Regions from separate parts of the Mus musculus genome. Here region 1 is linked to region 2. A link is a contact called in public promoter capture Hi-C data. All regions are on one chromosome and are shown on one strand. Each heading gives the region's core, a stretch centred on a gene start, on an enhancer-like site or on the middle of the called end of the contact. The rest is flanking DNA. Distances are from core to core; before and after follow the strand shown.

Region 1 (4,719 bases), core at 767-3,266, 1.4 Mb before region 2:
TGCCTCCTATGCCACCCCCATTCTCAATATAGCATCAAGCCCAAGACTTCCCTCCTCGTGAAAGTCACCCTCCCACCCTCCATACTGTGGAGATTTTATCTCTTGGTGCTTTGACAATTGCCTGGAGTTTTCTCCTCACAAGTACAGGCACTTGAGTTTTGATTCTGACTCTGAAATGGAGCCAAGATATTCCCAGTTTCGACAAAGCTCCCTCAGGAGTGCCAAGAGTCATCACTGCCAAAGGTCTTGAAAAGCTCATTCAGCTCAGACATGCCACGGTAGCACGGAGCGAGCCTCAGTGGAGAGATGCGGGAAGACAAGGACTTCCGATTGCCATCCAGGCACAGGGGCTTAAAGGAGGCTGAGATTTGCCCGCAGGGGTTGGCAAATGACTTTTATTGGAGGAAGGGTGTTTGAAATGAGCAGATTGGGCACAGAGGGAGTTGGCTGGGAAGGTGGTCAGGTCGATGTTACAGTAAGGATGAGATGGTGGATATAGGAGAGCAAAATGGATGACTGAAGCTTGACTATTTGGGAAGAGTTCTAACTATCTAGTAGTTACACTCAGTTGGCAACAAACACTGAAGGTTTTTCAGTTGCACAGGCTAAGGTCAACATAGGTTAGCATAGCCAACCCACTGTGTATAGGCCCCATGATGCCAATGCCAGAAAGCTTAGCTGCTTTTTCTTGAGGGCCTCCTATGAGCTGCTTATCCCAAGTACTGCCCACTGCATATACTGTTTTTATCTGGCTGCACAACCCCATCTGCATCTACATCCCATGCTCTAGCTTTCTCCATGATGCTGAGTGAAGGGTGTTCCTCTGTACTTGGCTTTTCCAGACTCCTTCCCCTGCCTGACGTGCTGTCTTCACAGCAGCCTGCAGGACATGGTACTTATAGAACACTGTCTGGAAAGGGTCCTCTGAAGTCCCTGGGTGTCCCCAACATTCTCCTGTGCCCCCCACATGACAGATCTGTCTTGAATGAGCCGTTGTTGTGTTGGATGGCTCTCCATGGCTTGTCTATAGGTTGAAGCAAGATGGCTCAGGTCAGGCTTTGCCCCCATTGGCAATTGTCCCAAGGGTAACCAAGCAAGGGTCTGGATCAGAGTAAGCTGTGAAAGGGCTGGGGAACAAAGAAATAAAACTAATAGCAAATGTGTTGGCCAAACGTTAGACAGACAGGATCAACCTGTGGTATGTGTGTGTATGTGTGTGTGTGTGTGTGTGTACATGTATGTAGGTGTGCATACATGTGTCTATGTGCATGTGAACGACTTTGCTTTTTGAGATAAGTTCTCTCCCTGGCCTGGAGGTCTCCAACTAGGCTCAGCGGGCAAACCAGGCAGCTCCAGGGATCAGCCGGTCAGCCTCTCCAGCTCTGGGGTTACAAGATCATTCCACTACCCCTGCTCTGTATGCGGGTTCTGGGAATCAAACTCTGGTCCTCACACTTGTGTAGCAGGTACTTTGCTGACTGAGCCATCTCCCCAGCTCTGCATTTCATTCTTACCACCCGGATTTGAGATGTGTTACTAGTTCCATTTTGTAGGGATGTGCAGCTTAGAGAAGTTTGTGCAATGGCTGATTGGCAGAGCCAGAACCCAGACACAAGCTCCATTTGATGCAGATTGTACCTTCTCTGCTCTGTCCTTCTCCAAGGCCTGTAGCTGCTTTGAATGGAATGATGTGGGTTAGACAAGCTGTGTACGGGCCACTTCCTCTCTCTCTCTCACCTTTTTTGACTTTCCACTCAGCCAGGACAGCTCCCACGTATTTTGTCAAGAACGTAAAGATTGGTATCTGCTTCTGCACTTGGGGAAGTTCCCAAGGCCACTAGGCACCCAAACATACCTCGAATACGCCCCCCTCCTCCCAGGAGAGGTGAGAAAAGGAGTTTTCCATGTGGCCATTGGGTATGAGTTCCTTTTCCCTGGGACTCCCACCTCTTCTCCATGGTCTGGGAAAGCACCCCGGGCCTTCTGATAAAAGCTCAGTACAGGGTGAGGCAGGAGAGAGTTCTTGGCTCCACCAGACATTCGGCGGTTGCTCTAGAGAGGCTTGAGACAGAAACTTATCACCATGAAACCCACTGCCATGGCACTGATGTGCCTGCTGCTGGCTGCCGTGTGGATACAGGATGTTGACAGCAAGAGCAGTGAGTAATGGGGTCCTAGTGCTTGGGCCCAGGGAGGGGAGATGTATAGGCAGGCACTCTGGGCTGGGAACAGAGCTTACCTAGACATCATTGGCTTCATTTCTGTCCCTATCTGGAGATGAATGGCGGGCAGTAATGGGATAGGGACGCTGGGCGTGGAGGAAGGTTATGGACTGGGAGCACACATCTACTTCGTGGTGGGGAGCTCAGACCTGAAACCCATTCCTCTGATTCTTTTGCTAATCCTAGAACTAGGTGGCTGCAGAGACAGACCTGGGCCAGCATCCTCTTGATGGGGTTCCAAGACTGGCCCTGTTCTGGGAGGAGCTTCTCCTTCTCCTTCTCCTTCTCCTTCTCCTTCTCCTTCTCCTTCTCCTTCTCCTTCTCCTTCTCCTTCTCCTTCTCCTTCTCCTTCTCCTCCTTTCTCCCTTCTCCTTTCTCTTCCTCCTCATCCTCCTTTCTCCCTTCTCCCTTCTCCCTTCTCCTTTCTCCTTTCTCCTTTCTCCTTTCTCCTCCTCCTCCTCCTCCTCCTCCTCTTCATCCTCCTCCTTCTAGATGAAGTGGCTTTAGTGTGTGGAAGATAATTTTGATCCTCACCCTACAGACAACTGGAAGGGCCTATGGGGTTGTTTAAAACAAATTAGGATCCCTGAAGTCCAGAGGAGGGACTAAGACTGATTTCCAGTGTGACAGATGACAGGCAGGGGCTGAAGGAAGGACCACAGGAGTGAACAGCCAGATAACTATTATATCTCTTAAAGATGTTTTCTGTATGGATAAACTGGAATCCATGTTCTAGATTGTTCGGAAAATACCAACCTGAGGTCAGGGGACCTGCAAGTTTCTGTGAACAGCGAGACAGGAAGGATCCAGGGTTAGAACACAGGGATGTTGAAGGTGGGATGTGGGAGGAGAGCGTACAAATCAGCAGACTGGGGGTTACTGGTCCCTGAAAGAGGGGAGGGCCAAGGATGGGAATGTGGAAGATTGTGTGGGCGAGTGGACCAGCCACTTTTTGGGAATACCCCCTTTTCCTTCTGAGCCCTTGTGGAGTTCCTCACCCAGCCCCATGTCTGTGAACCAAGAACTACAATGTCCTGCATGCGATGGGATAACAGGTCCTCTAGGATGTGAGGCCAGAGCCCCGAGCTTAAGTACTAGCACAGTACACAGAGCCACGCACTTGTGCTGGGAGACTGGGACTGAAGGGGTTTGTATATGTGGTAGGAAGAGTCTCACCGTATGTGCAGGAGTGTGTGCTGAGCCATGGCTCAGGCAGGCTTGTGGTTTCTGTCCCCACCACCTGCTGGTTTGTAGGGTGCTCACATCTGACGCCCCTCCCCAGTCTTATGATTGTTGTCTCCATCCTAGAAATGTGTTGCTGCTGAGACAGAGCTGCACTGCAGCCCTCGGGATGTGGTCTCCATGCTTGAGTCTGTCCTAGGAAGGACTTGGCTGGTTTTGCTTTTTAATTCTGTTGTGGGTGAGAGGCTATGGTTGCTAATGAATGGTCTTTTTTTGTGCTTTTCTTCTAGTGCTTACGGTCTCCAATAGCTGCTGCTTGAACACCTTGAAGAAAGAGCTTCCCCTGAAGTTTATCCAGTGTTACAGAAAGATGGGCTCCTCCTGTCCTGATCCCCCAGCTGTGGTGTGAGTGAGCCACTAGCCAGGGGAGAGATAATATTGACGGAATTGAGAATAGTACACACTAGATGGCGCTGTTCCACAAGAAAAGGGAGTCTAAACCCAACCAGGCAATCTAAGGTGTAGAGTGACACTAGGGGGCGTGGGGCTTCCCAGGAAGGGGGGGGGGGTCCTGATTTATTTGCTTGAACCCCAAAGTGCCTATGATTAGATCCCAAGCTATATAGCCAGGAAGAAATGTTTAATAAAAGCACAACAGACAAGGCTGGAGCGTTGGCTCAGTGGGTAGTTTGGCTGCTCAAACACGGTGATTTGAGTTCATATTCCCAGCAGGATGGTGTGAGTTTGTAACCCCAGTGCTAGATGAGGCAGAGGCAGGCATAGCCTGTGTGCTTGCTGGCCCTAACAAAGTTCTGTGGGAGATCTTACCTCGAAATGTAGGACAAACAATCCACTAAGGAAGATTTCATAACCACCGACCCCTGGCCACCACACATGTCTATATACCATGAAACACACACACACACACACACACACACACACACACACACACACACACACACACTATACAAACACACACACCACATATACATATCACACACACCACACAAACACACACCACCCACTACACAAACACACATACCACACCCCCCACATACATCCCCACATACACCCCCTATATCACAGAAACACACATACCACACTAACACACACACATACCCCACACATCTCAGACCCTACAAACACACACACACACACACACACACACACACACACACACACACACAGTAGGCCCCAGGCAGACACACAAATATTCAAACCTGGAGCAAGGAGTTGTTCTAGGATTGGGACGTTTCGTCCTAGCTACACATCAGACTGTCCGCCAGCTCCTGTGCTCTGTACCACAAAGGGAATT
Region 2 (5,326 bases), core at 2,408-4,907:
ACCCTAAAGGGGACTGTGAGACACTAGCTCTCTCCTTTGTCTCTTTTTCTGCGATGCTGACCATGAACCGGGCAGTTTGTTTCTCCATGAACTCCTATCTGGCAGCGCCATCAGATCTCTAGACGCAGAAAGTCCACCTGATCATGGCCCAGAATCTCTAAGCCCATGAACCTTTTCTCTTTACAGTAAGTTATCTTATGGATTCTGTTATAGTGACAGAGGTAGAGGACAGAATGCTTGCCCTGGGTACAGATCTAACTGTAATGTGCCCACAGCACAAGACAAGGGCACACAGCTAAACACTGGGTCAGGAAGGCAGACCAACACGCAAATGAAGCAAAACAAGCTGAACTGCTGGAGAGGGGCAGAGTCAGCGCGATTCCAAAGATGCCAGAGTGTGGGGTGGGGGTTGGCACAGCCTGTAATCCCAGCCCCTGGGAGGCAGAGCCGGGAAGATCTCAATGTGAGTTCGAGGCCAGCCTGGTCTAGAGAACAAGTTCTAGGACAGCCAAGGCTATACACAGAGACACAATCTTGGAAAAAAACAGAACAAATGCTCTTCTTTTCTTCTCCCTTCAAACCTGTGTGAGTATGGAAAGACATACTGTTCACCCAGGCCTACCTATGCTCTATAACGTGTGTACAGCATCACCCCTCTGAGAAACACTATGTCCACCTTCACAGCAGGGTTCAGTAGAACCCAAGCTACAGAAACATTCTTTGCAAAGCATAGCCTTCCAGGGACATATAAATGGGCATTCACAAGAGATGCTGACAGAGTTAAGGTAAACACCAGAAACCTAAGTTTGGTTGCTAACACCCCTTATGGATCTCTCTGCTCAAAATCCCTACACTGGTCTTACTTAACAAAATCAATTTCACACAACAACGCATGATGAAGAAGAAATCTGTGCAAGGAGACAGGCACCCCTGTGCTGGGGCTGCATGATCTGGAACACCTGCTGCTTAGGTGTGTGGCTAAGTGTCAGATGTCCGTTCCCAGGGTTTTGGCTGGTAAGGGCTTTGGCTAATCCCTCTGCCAAATGAGGCAGCTAGCATCGCAAAGTCAGGGCTTTCGTGTCAGGTGCACACGTTCAGTGACTTCTCCATGACCTAATGAACAGAGAAAGAGGTGCCTCGGGATGCTGGGATGCTTAAGGAATGTTCTTACGCTCTGGAGTCTTTATAGTATGAAGTGTGGCCTGCAGGAACCGCTTAAGAGAGAATAAGTTGGGCAGAAGCGGCCAGCTCCAAATTCCTTCTGTCCCTCGGGCTTCCTGTTGTCAGCCCCCCAGCTCCCTGCCCCACCCCCACCCCATCACAGTCTACTCACTTGGAATCATAACGCTGTAGTAGGTCTCGAGGCCGGCAGTAACGCTGCCTACAGACCACCACCAAAGCAGCAAATGAGGCCAGGAAAATGGTGGCCAGCACACCTATGGCGACGATCACCACAGTCTCCATGCTTCCAGGGGCTCCCAGCCTCAGTCCACTCACATCCTCTGAGCAGGTGGAAGCTGTGGGGAACATAAAGTCAAGCAGACCTGGTAAAGATACGGCAGGTGTGGGGAGGGGCGGCCGGGTCTTACCTGCTGCAAATGGCCAATGGGGATGGAAAGGGTAGCAAGGCTCCCTCACATCCCCCTGCAAACCCAAGGGCATCTTAGACCACGCCCGAATTTCCCTTCTCTATTATGGTAAGTGGTTATTTTCCAGTTAGAATGAGCTAAGTTTTGAAGCTTAGGACACATTTGCACCTGCCTTGATGACTTCATGCTGTAAGTCATGTAAGTGAAATAATGCCAGGACAGAAGAAGGTTGTACTCAGGAGCTAGCTCCTCTGTGTCAGATACTCCGGGTGGAGCCTAGCAAGGATCGTATGGGGCATCTCTATGTTATGGTGAAGAAACTGAGTTTCCAGGAGGTTAAAGAATTCGTCCAGGTCTACATAGCTGGCCATCAGAAAGCCATTGGTCCAAAGTGAAGAGTCACCTTCCTTTTCCTTTCTAAGGAAGAGTGAGAACCCTGGGATGGGTTGTGACCGACCGACACTTTGAGAGTTGAAAACTTAGAAGCAGAGTGGAGTATTCCTTGTGCAGCACCATCTGGCAGCTTCTCTCACACCAACAGTCAGGTATGGCTTAACAAGATGCTTTTCCGTTCTGAGAAATGCACTGTCAGGTATTGTGGTCATTGTCAAACACCCAGACCGAACTTAGACAAACTAAGACCAGCTAGGACATCATCACACGATGCAATCCTTTGGGACCACCATCCTGAACGTGAGCCATTACTTCCTGCAGCGTGACGCAGCCTATCAAGCTGTGTTAAACTCAGGCCAGAGCCTCTCAGAGAAGTGGTCTTCACAGCATCCTTTCAGGGCAGACCTCCCATAGGCATACCTTTGAAAAAGTTTCCTCCCCTCCCTGGGTTTAGTTTCTTTACCTACAGAAAGGAGTGCTATGCCTCAGCAGTCTGTAGGACCCCAGGCTGGCTCGCCACAGTACTTAGTCTATGTGTGATGTTTATGTCTCCCAGAATTCAAACTCTCTTGATGGTCACTCGGGGAGCACAGATTGACCATCTGCTTACAGCAAACACTGAATTCTGAAGACTAGAGACAGAAGACACAGATCCCCCTCCCCCATGACAATGAACTGGTGGGGAAGAAGGATGCAGCTGTGTAGGTGGGCTATGTGCAGGCTTGGGTAATAAAGAGACTGCAATTTGCATGGCACTTTCTAGAAAAGCCTCCTTCGCAAACCTGGGGATAATTGAGCTGAATTTTGAGGAACGGGTAAACAGGGTGGGGACTTTACTGGCTTAAGTTGCCAAGGAAGCCTCCTCAGCAGTCTGCAAACGCTGCTCTCTCACAGAGTTTTTTGGTTTTTATTTTGTTTTGTTTTGTTTTGTTTTGATCTTATACTCTGTTGGGAAAGCAGGAAGGGGAGGGAACAGGTTTGCCTTAGTTTCTCTAGACACTCTGTGCTGTCCTTCTCTGTCTAGCAATGTTAACCGTTTTCTTTCCTCCTTATTTTTATGTCTTCCTCTCTAGATGTTTTCCTCCAATGTATCCCTTCTCCAGGCTCCCCACATATTCCCTTCCACGCCCCTATTTCTCCAAGCTCCACCACCATCCCGCAAGAGAGTGCCGCTTTCCTCTTCTCTCTTTTTCAGTACTTTCTTTGAGGTCTTTGCTTTCTTGAACTTTCCCTCAGCCGCCTTCTGCGATCCCTCGGTGTGGGCGTTCCTTTGTGCGCTTTTCTTTCTTTGTGTGTTCTCTGTATCTCCGTGACTTTTCCTCTCTCCCTGCATCTCTCTTTCTCGTTCCATCTCCCTCTTAGCTTTCCCCTCCATTTGATTTTAAACCCATCAAGATCCAACTCTCTCCCTTCTTTGGCCCGCCTGCCGCCCCCAGGGAAGGCTGGTACGCGCGCTCAACTTTGGTCCCCAACTTGCGCGCTGCTCCGTTTCCGCAGGGCAGAACAAAGCAGTGTCCCAGCAGCCCACAGAGAGCCTTCCCGCCACCCGCCACCCGCCACCCGCCCCGCGTGCTCACCCACCTCAATTGCAGCTCCGGGGTACGCCGGCTCCCCGCGATCCCCCCCCAAGGCCAAGTCCGAGTGCTGCCCGCAGCGGCCAGCAGCAGGGCATGCCGGGAGGGCGGGCGGGCCGACGACCCAGATCCACCCCCGGCGGGGCGGCCCAGCCAGCGCACCCAAATCCCCCGCTGCCAGGCGCCGCCGTCCCCGCCAGGCCCCTGGCCGCCTGGGGATTGGCGTCCCGGGAGGCCAGGGCAGCTGGGAGACAGTCACTGACGATCGGAGGACCCCTCCACGTGCACCCACGGAAGCCAGGGCAGGATGCATCCACACCCACTGCCCTCCAGCTGGACAGCCTGGGGTGGGGGGTAGGAGCTCCCACAGTTTACACAGTGCTGGGTCGCTGCCCTAGCTGCTGTGTGCAGATTGATTGTAAGGACTCAATAGCTGTGAGCGATTTGACCTCACTTCTCTGTGCCTTGCCGCCCTCCTCTGTAATGACCCTGGAAACTGGTGTCAGGGTCAGTGACACACTGCACACATTTTGGGGCAAGAGCCTGGCCCAGGGCTAAAAGTGAACCAGTAGCCTAACTTAAAGAGTCTTGCTAAACACTGCCTAGCCAGGACCCTGGCAGGCAGTCGTGCGTTCTAAAAATCCTACTGCAGAGAGAACATACCTCACGGGTCAGGACGCAGTCCAGGCTGTTGACAGTCACCAATAGGCTGCTTTCGGGCCTAAAGATGCCAGCTGATAGCAGCAGTTTAGGATTCCAGGCCCCCCCTCCCCCCCCCCCCCCCCCCCCGCAAAGGCTTACGGAGCAGACTATTCTGGGTAAGGATCCCAAAGTCTATAAAGACCATGTTTTACAATGAGAAGTGAGTGGGCTTTGGATGGTTAGTTATATCCTGATCTGCCCTGAGGAAAAGGCAGAGCCTGCATAGGCCGAGTAAAACGTGGGTGGCCTGTCCAGATCTAAAACAACCCCACTTGCAAGGACCTAAGATGACAAGAACCAAAGGATGCAGGTGATTTCTCCATCAACTCGATGCAGTATCTGCAAACCAGAGCCTATAGTCTCCTCCAGACCCCAGTCTTTTTGTTTAGTTTGGTGTGTTTGTTTGTGCTCCTTTTTTGCCCTGCTAGAGGTTGGATGCAGGACTTCTTGCATGTGATACAAGTGTTCTACCCAATGCAAGGGATGTCACCTCCAGACAAGCAGTCCTAGGTTGTATAAGGAAGCAGGTTGAGCATCCCATGAGGAGCAAGCCAGTAAGCTACACTCCTCTGAGGTCTGTGCTTCAGTTCCTGCCTCCAGGTTCCTGCTGAGTTCCTTCCCTGACTTCCTTTCAGGACTGAAGCCTGTAAGGTGAGATGAATCCTTTGTTCCTCAAGTTGCTTTTGGCAATGGTATTCACAGCAATAGAAACCTACCGAGTGCAAGAGGACACTGAATGTCAACATCCAGTCTTCGTATGCACCGCACAGCCTAGTGGTAGAGTGAACCCAACATGCACAAGCCATGTTTGATCCCCAGCACTTGGGAGGGGGAGGAGGAGGGGTAGGGGGAAGGAGGAGGGGGAGGAGGACCTTTGCTTCCAATTCTTGGCGTCCTATCTGGAAGAGAAGGCTGGGGAGTGGTTTTATCACCCTCTGAAGTGCTTTCATGCAGACCTTTGGAGCTCTGTGCCTATCAGTGAGGGAAAGGTCACAGCACAGCAGCAAATATCAGAAAAAGGCACTAGGGGCAGTGTCTTCATATCCTGGAGAGTCTCCTAGATGAACT

What was found. Promoter capture Hi-C pulls out the DNA fragments that hold promoters and counts their contacts.
Region 1: a promoter capture Hi-C map of pre-B cells shows a contact between it and region 2, with 4 times the contacts expected there. The contact joins the promoter of Ccl1 here to the promoter of Tmem98 in region 2. A contact is called at or near these places in 2 of 39 promoter capture datasets (hippocampal neurons and pre-B cells), 1 of 15 datasets of contacts at CTCF or cohesin (the NIH/3T3 cell line) and 1 of 115 datasets of contacts at active chromatin or transcription factors (embryonic forebrain).

What each region holds. Positions count from the first base shown.
Region 1 is chr11:82,177,109-82,181,827 of GRCm38.p6, reverse strand. It overlaps Ccl1 (chemokine (C-C motif) ligand 1), which reads left to right and starts at 2,016. Exons shown (of 3, transcript NM_011329.3): 1 at 2,016-2,159; 2 at 3,695-3,809. The coding sequence starts at 2,084.
Region 2 is chr11:80,808,697-80,814,022 of GRCm38.p6, reverse strand. It overlaps Tmem98 (transmembrane protein 98), which reads right to left and starts at 3,657. Exons shown (of 7, transcript NM_029537.2): 1 at 3,564-3,657; 2 at 1,334-1,517. The coding sequence starts at 1,464. Gm31228 (a long non-coding RNA gene) reads left to right here. Exons shown (of 6, transcript XR_001780272.2): 4 at 2,012-2,134; 5 at 4,894-5,326.